2 separate regions of the Mus musculus genome follow, and region 1 is linked to region 2. A link is a contact called in public promoter capture Hi-C data. All regions are on one chromosome and are shown on one strand. The core of a region is the stretch at or near the end of the contact, and the rest is flanking DNA. Distances in the headings are between cores, read along the strand shown.

Evidence for each region. Promoter capture Hi-C pulls out the DNA fragments that hold promoters and counts their contacts.
Region 1: a contact with region 2 is called in a promoter capture Hi-C map of embryonic stem cells, with 2.5 times the contacts expected there. The contact joins the promoter of Lrrc6 here to the promoter of Hhla1 in region 2. A contact is called at or near these places in 3 of 39 promoter capture datasets (embryonic stem cells, hippocampal neurons and stem cell-derived epiblast-like cells).

What each region holds. Positions count from the first base shown.
Region 1 is chr15:66,499,554-66,502,351 of GRCm38.p6, reverse strand. It overlaps Lrrc6 (leucine rich repeat containing 6 (testis)), which reads left to right and starts at 1,442. Exons shown (of 12, transcript NM_019457.2): 1 at 1,442-1,577. The coding sequence starts at 1,568. Gm31006 (a long non-coding RNA gene) reads right to left here and starts at 1,487. Exons shown (of 5, transcript XR_384154.3): 1 at 1,387-1,487; 2 at 712-751.
Region 2 is chr15:65,975,498-65,978,363 of GRCm38.p6, reverse strand. Hhla1 (HERV-H LTR-associating 1) reads left to right here and starts at 1,560. Exons shown (of 17, transcript NM_001145096.1): 1 at 1,560-1,615.

The DNA of each region.
Region 1 (2,798 bases), core at 193-2,692, 520 kb before region 2:
GTTCTACATTGTTCTGCATAAAAAACACCCAAAACCAAACCAAACAACAACAACAAAAACCCCAGGAAATGAAGAACTGGGCATATTTGTAGAGATAGTAGATGTCACTTAAATTTATTCTGAGTGCTATTGGTTACCTCCTGGAATTCCAAAGTACTTCTCCCACTAAGGGGACATGGTGCCTAAAATTCTATCATTCCGATTCAGTACTTCAGGCTTGGCCAGTGAGGCACACTATTTCTTATCTACTCTTTCAGGATTACTGTTCAAAACTCCTCTGTGCAATTCCATCTAGGCCATACTGATGACCATCATCTGCCCTCCTCCATGCCATGCCTGTTGAGTTTCTTGTCTCTGTCACATCCACACCCTCATCTACACCTGACCCAGCCTATGATGGCCAACAGCCAACGCTGAACAGACACCTCTTGAAATCATAAATTTCTTTGCACTTAGCAATGCTCAGTAAATCTTTTTTTTTAAATAAATCTTTTAAAATGCATACAGACTGCACAAATTAAGCGCAATGCACTGTACTGGTTTACTGTGACTAGAGGATTTAAAAAATAAAAACCTTTTACAAATTGCATTTTTAAAAAGCAAATGGAGAGTTATATTTACGTTTGCAACTATGGCATACCTACATTCGCTTACTAAGTTGTGCCACATTAAATATTATCTGAACATTTGAGGAGGAATGATTAATCTTACCCAACTTTTCTTAGAGTCTTCAGACACTTGAGAAATGGGACTAGGAAAATACCAGACATGCATTGTGAGCTTAGAAGGACACTTCTGTGCCTTAGAATTAAAGGGGTGGTGTGTAGGCGAAGTGGGACAGGTCATAAAAATATAATTGTATAATATGTATGAATGTGTATATATATATATAATTGTAGGGAGTGAGTGAACGTAGAGCTATGATTTAAAAGGTTGTAATTGAATGGTAACAACTAATCTATAATGAACATATTTTTTTTAAGTCCTAAGTTCTTAAACAATAATTTAAAAAGAAAAACAAAATTAAAACAGTCTTTCAGTTCAGACATATTATTTAAGCTCCACAAAGTTTTTTTTTGTTTGTTTGTTTGAGTTCAGCTTATTATTTGTCTTAGACTCAGGGACAAATGCTAAAGACGTTTAAGGTCACAACTCTAATAAATAGAGTGGGAGCCAAATCAAATCTTCGTGACTTTTCACAAGTCAAATAGAATTGAGAGTACGGAGAAAACAGGCAGAAAACACGCCCAGGGAAAGATCCCATTAGGAAGTAAAGGCTCCCTGTGACTCTTTGATCTGGGCAGGACTGCTCCAAAGAAAGCCACAGGTGGGGACAGGGAACAGGATTAGGTCAGGGACAGTGGAGCTTGCCACTGCTATTCTTACTGCTTCTCTTCCGGAAGTCAGGAAACCCAGCGCCACCTGACCTCCTGCGGCTGCCATAGAATCCCTGTTGCCATGACTCCCGGATTGCGTCCCACACTCTGAGAGGCGCAGCTGCTAGGGCTGAGGGAAATCCTGCCTGCCGGTCTCCCTGTTTCCCTGACCAGAGATCCAGAAAAGCACCATGGGCCGAAGTAAGCGACCCTCACCCTCGGTGGGCTCAGCACCCGCTCCCCACGGCCAGCCAGTTCCCCTCCTCCCACCGCAGGGCCAGCCCCCAGGTGCCTCAGCTGCACCAGGCTCTCTGTCTTCTGCCCAGTACTCCTCAGATTCCCTCAAGATCCCTTAGGTCCTTCTGGGTCTGCGTAAGACCCCCTGAAGTCCCACCACGATATTTCATTATCCTATAGGTCCTCCTAAATCCTTTCAGGAGTTCTTGGGTCCCTTCAAGTCCCTTAAGTCTTATCAGGTCTCTTGAGGTCCCCTCAGATTCCTTATGTCCTCTCAAGTGCCTGCCATGTTCTCTACTTGTCACTGGCCAGCAGCTACCCAGTCTATGAAGTGGGCTCTAGGGAGAAAGGGACTTCGGGAAGACGGGATGGCTCAGCCTTAACACATGATTGGTTAGGCTGTGAAGTCCTGTGTGACACATTCTGTGTGCCACCATCTCGCTGAATAAGATAGTGCAGTCTAATGGAAGAGGGCACCAATTTTCAGAGTCATGGTTTGGTACACACCCTTCTCTATGGCCATCCTAAGAGTTCTATAACTTTGCTCTGGAACCCCATCTTTGAACCTCAGCGTCCTCATTTCCACAGCAAGGTTTTATTCTACAGTCTTAGTAAATAGGTAAAAGTGTTTATCTAAAGCTATTATAACTGTCCTCAAAGCGATGTGAGGAGTAAGTGTTTTTAGATTAGGTTGAATCATTTCTATTATCAAGGAATTTTTGATGCTAACAAATGGCATTTGCATACAGTTATCATTGTCAAAGTATCACCATATGTGTATAAGTGTGTGTGTGTGTGTGTGTGCATGCATACATGTGTGCAGATTCACATTTGTGTGCATATGGAATCTGGAGTTTGGCATCTAACATCTCAATTGCTTCCCACTGTATTTTCTTTAAATCAGGATCTCTCATTTAAAATAGAGCTTCTATTCAGTAAATTCACTAAACTGGCTGATCAATGAGTTAGAGGGGCCTGACTGTCTCTGCCTCTCTAGTGCTAGGATTACAGACATACCCTCCTCCATGGATGCTAGTAATCTAGACTCATGCCTTCATTCTTTACCAGCTGAGTCATCTCATCCTCCATAATTAATATTTTTTAGTCAAGAGACTGTGATTGGGGCTGGGGCACAGTTCAGCAGTAGAGCACTTGGGAGTCTCAGAAAAAGAGGAGGAGGAAAGA
Region 2 (2,866 bases), core at 311-2,810:
TCCTGTGAGCCAGTGACATTTCAGACTTTAAAATTCCATGTTTTAGAACCACTTGAATGTAATCCTGCAATAGAAACCTTAAGGAATTAAATAAATGGGCAAGGGATATGGCTCAGTGGGTAAAGTGCTTACTGAGGAAGAAGGAGGATTTTGACTTCAGATCCCTAGAACCCACATTAAAAAAAAAAATAAGTTTAACATAGCAATACATATTTGTGATCTTAAAGCTGGGGGAGAGACAGCAGGGTCCTGGGGCCTCCCTGCAAGGTTCTGTGAAAGACTGTGTCTCAAAAACAAAGCAGAAAGTAATAGATGATGACTGGGTTAAACATGGCCTACACACACACCACAAACCGAAACGTTCATGCTGAAGTGATTACACCCTGATGTCCTGGAAGTCACATAGGAACTTCCAGAGAAAAAGATTCTGGTAACTTGTCTCACAGCTGAATCCACACATGCATGTCTCCTAGCTCCTGTTCTCTCGTCTTTTCTATAAACTGCAGCCCTTGGTTTAGGAAAAGTAGAGAGATCCTGAGAAGTTTTCTCTTCCTAGTTCTCACCAAAATTGTAAATAAACACACTTCTGATGACTTTTTTGCTACTTGTTGGGTTGGTTGGTTGGTTTGTAAAAGAGCAAGCATTAGATGTTAGATTCAGCTGTCATTTGGGGTGTTGACCTCAGTCATCATGACTCCCTGCTGAAACCCCAGAGAAAAGCAGAATTCTAAATCCTAAAGACGCTTCTGCTGCCCTGCACCTCAACTACCTTACCTTATTTTACTTGCCAGAGTTGCGTTTACTAGGATGGAGGAGTTGGAACTTAATTTTTCTTCCAGAGGAAGGGCAAAAGAGCTTCTACCTAAACAGAAACACGCAGGCCTGTGGGCCTGGGCCCTGACTAGCTTACTGGGACAATTCAGGGTCTAGGAAAAACAACCTTACTTCATTTAGTGTTTTTATTCTACACAGCACCTATCAGCCTTAAAATCTGTCTATGTGGTTTTTATGTCAACAGAATAGTCTCCTTTGCTTAGTTCCCCTGACTTTTAAAACCTTGACATCTTTCCCTCGTTCAAAGCCTTGTGCACATGAGCAGTTGGTTGGCTTGAGTCTCCTGCTCTTGGTACCTGCCATCCTTGACCTCAGCCGGGACACACTTCTTTACAAGACTCTGGCTGGCTGTGTGCCAGATGATGTTGTGCCCAAAGATGACCAGGACAGGAAGGGAGACTCATCGCCTGCTTCCTGCTGTGCTATTCCCTCCACAGAGTAATTACTCTCCGGAAAGTTTTCCCATCCCTGACTGAATCGCTGCTTTGTCATTCAGCTCACGGATTCTATTCAGCTTATCACACAGGCATTTTTCTCTGATGGAGATGATCCTCTTTCACTGCCCCAAGTTTGGGGGAAGATTATTATCCCTCCCCCCTTCCCCCGTCCCCTCCCCCCAGAGGATTTAAAGCAAAGTTATCAAGCCTTCCCCACTCCTCCAACCCTGCCCCGCCCTGTATCTTTCACTAAGAACTCATATAAATCCTACCATTCTGACCTCACTGCTAATCTTCTTGGCTGTCTAAATTCTTTGAAGTCATTCATCCTGCTCAGGAGACCGGTGAGTTGTATACTATAGATATTTTAAGCTGCCTTTGGACTCCTCGCCCCAAAAGCGTGAGTTCAGCTAAGGAATGCTGTAATTCCTATGTTCTGGCTCCTGCAGGCTGACAGATAGAAGAGTCCTTTCTGCCAGATCTTCAGCACATTGAGTGAAGAGTGCATACTTTGATCACAATCTGTGGCTGCCCATTTCCTCTATGGTATTGATTAGGATCTTAAGGCATTCTTGAGCCAGTGGGGGGACAGATTGATTGTCCTCACTTCTGAGATAAAGAAAATATGATCTTCATTCCAAGAAATTGAACCAATAAGTGAAGAATGCCCCGAGATGTGTCTAACAGCAATGTAGCTGCTGCCAAATTTAACTTTCTGAGCTAAGTAAATCTCAACTCTGTTACGGACTCAGACAGTAAACAGACAACCCCCCCAACCCCCCGGCTTTTCTGGTCTTCTTGCCTTGAAATGAATGCTCTCTAGACTTCATTTTCTTCAGACTATGGAATGACAATAATAGCAACTAATGTCAAGGTGGCATCTTTTCCTCTTCAATAGATATTTTGAAAAGACAGCTCCTCACCTGTTTGAGTTGCTCTAAAGGTTGTGGTGGTGGCTGTCTGGGATTAAAATCTCGGGCTGTTATCACCATCGTAATGGCCTTGAGCAATTATTAACCCAGCCTCTACTTCCTCTTCAAGAAGAGGAAGCTGGTTCTAAGCTAGAAACAAGATGAGCAAGTGATCATAAAGATACATGGAGAATTAAATATCTCACATTCACTCTGGCTGTTCAGGCACCTGTGAACATTTTTTCCCTCTAAGCCACTGAGATTTCTGCATCGAAGGGCTATCTTAAGCCTTTCACAGTGCAATGGGAAAGGTAGACTTGCTTGTGAGTTCAAACCATACATTAATCTGTGCTCTGTATTAACTGGAAGCCATAAAATGTTTACCTAGACTCTAAATTTTAAGATCTTACTGTATATGCCAAAAATACTACAGCTGTTTGTTGATAAAAATAAGGATGTATCATAAGACTCTTAGATGGATCTTGACCCACTGGTCTCAAGTCACATCTTTTTATCTGTCTTCTTGGGAGTTTCTGGGCTTCTAACCCTTCCATCCATTCAAATACTCGGAAGTCATCAATTTTGTTGTTTAGCATCGGGTCCTTTCCATGACTTTCTGGGGAGGATTTTTGCAGGTAGGAAAGAATTTCCAGTTCTGTTGTTAAATGTTGTGTTTGGTTGGTT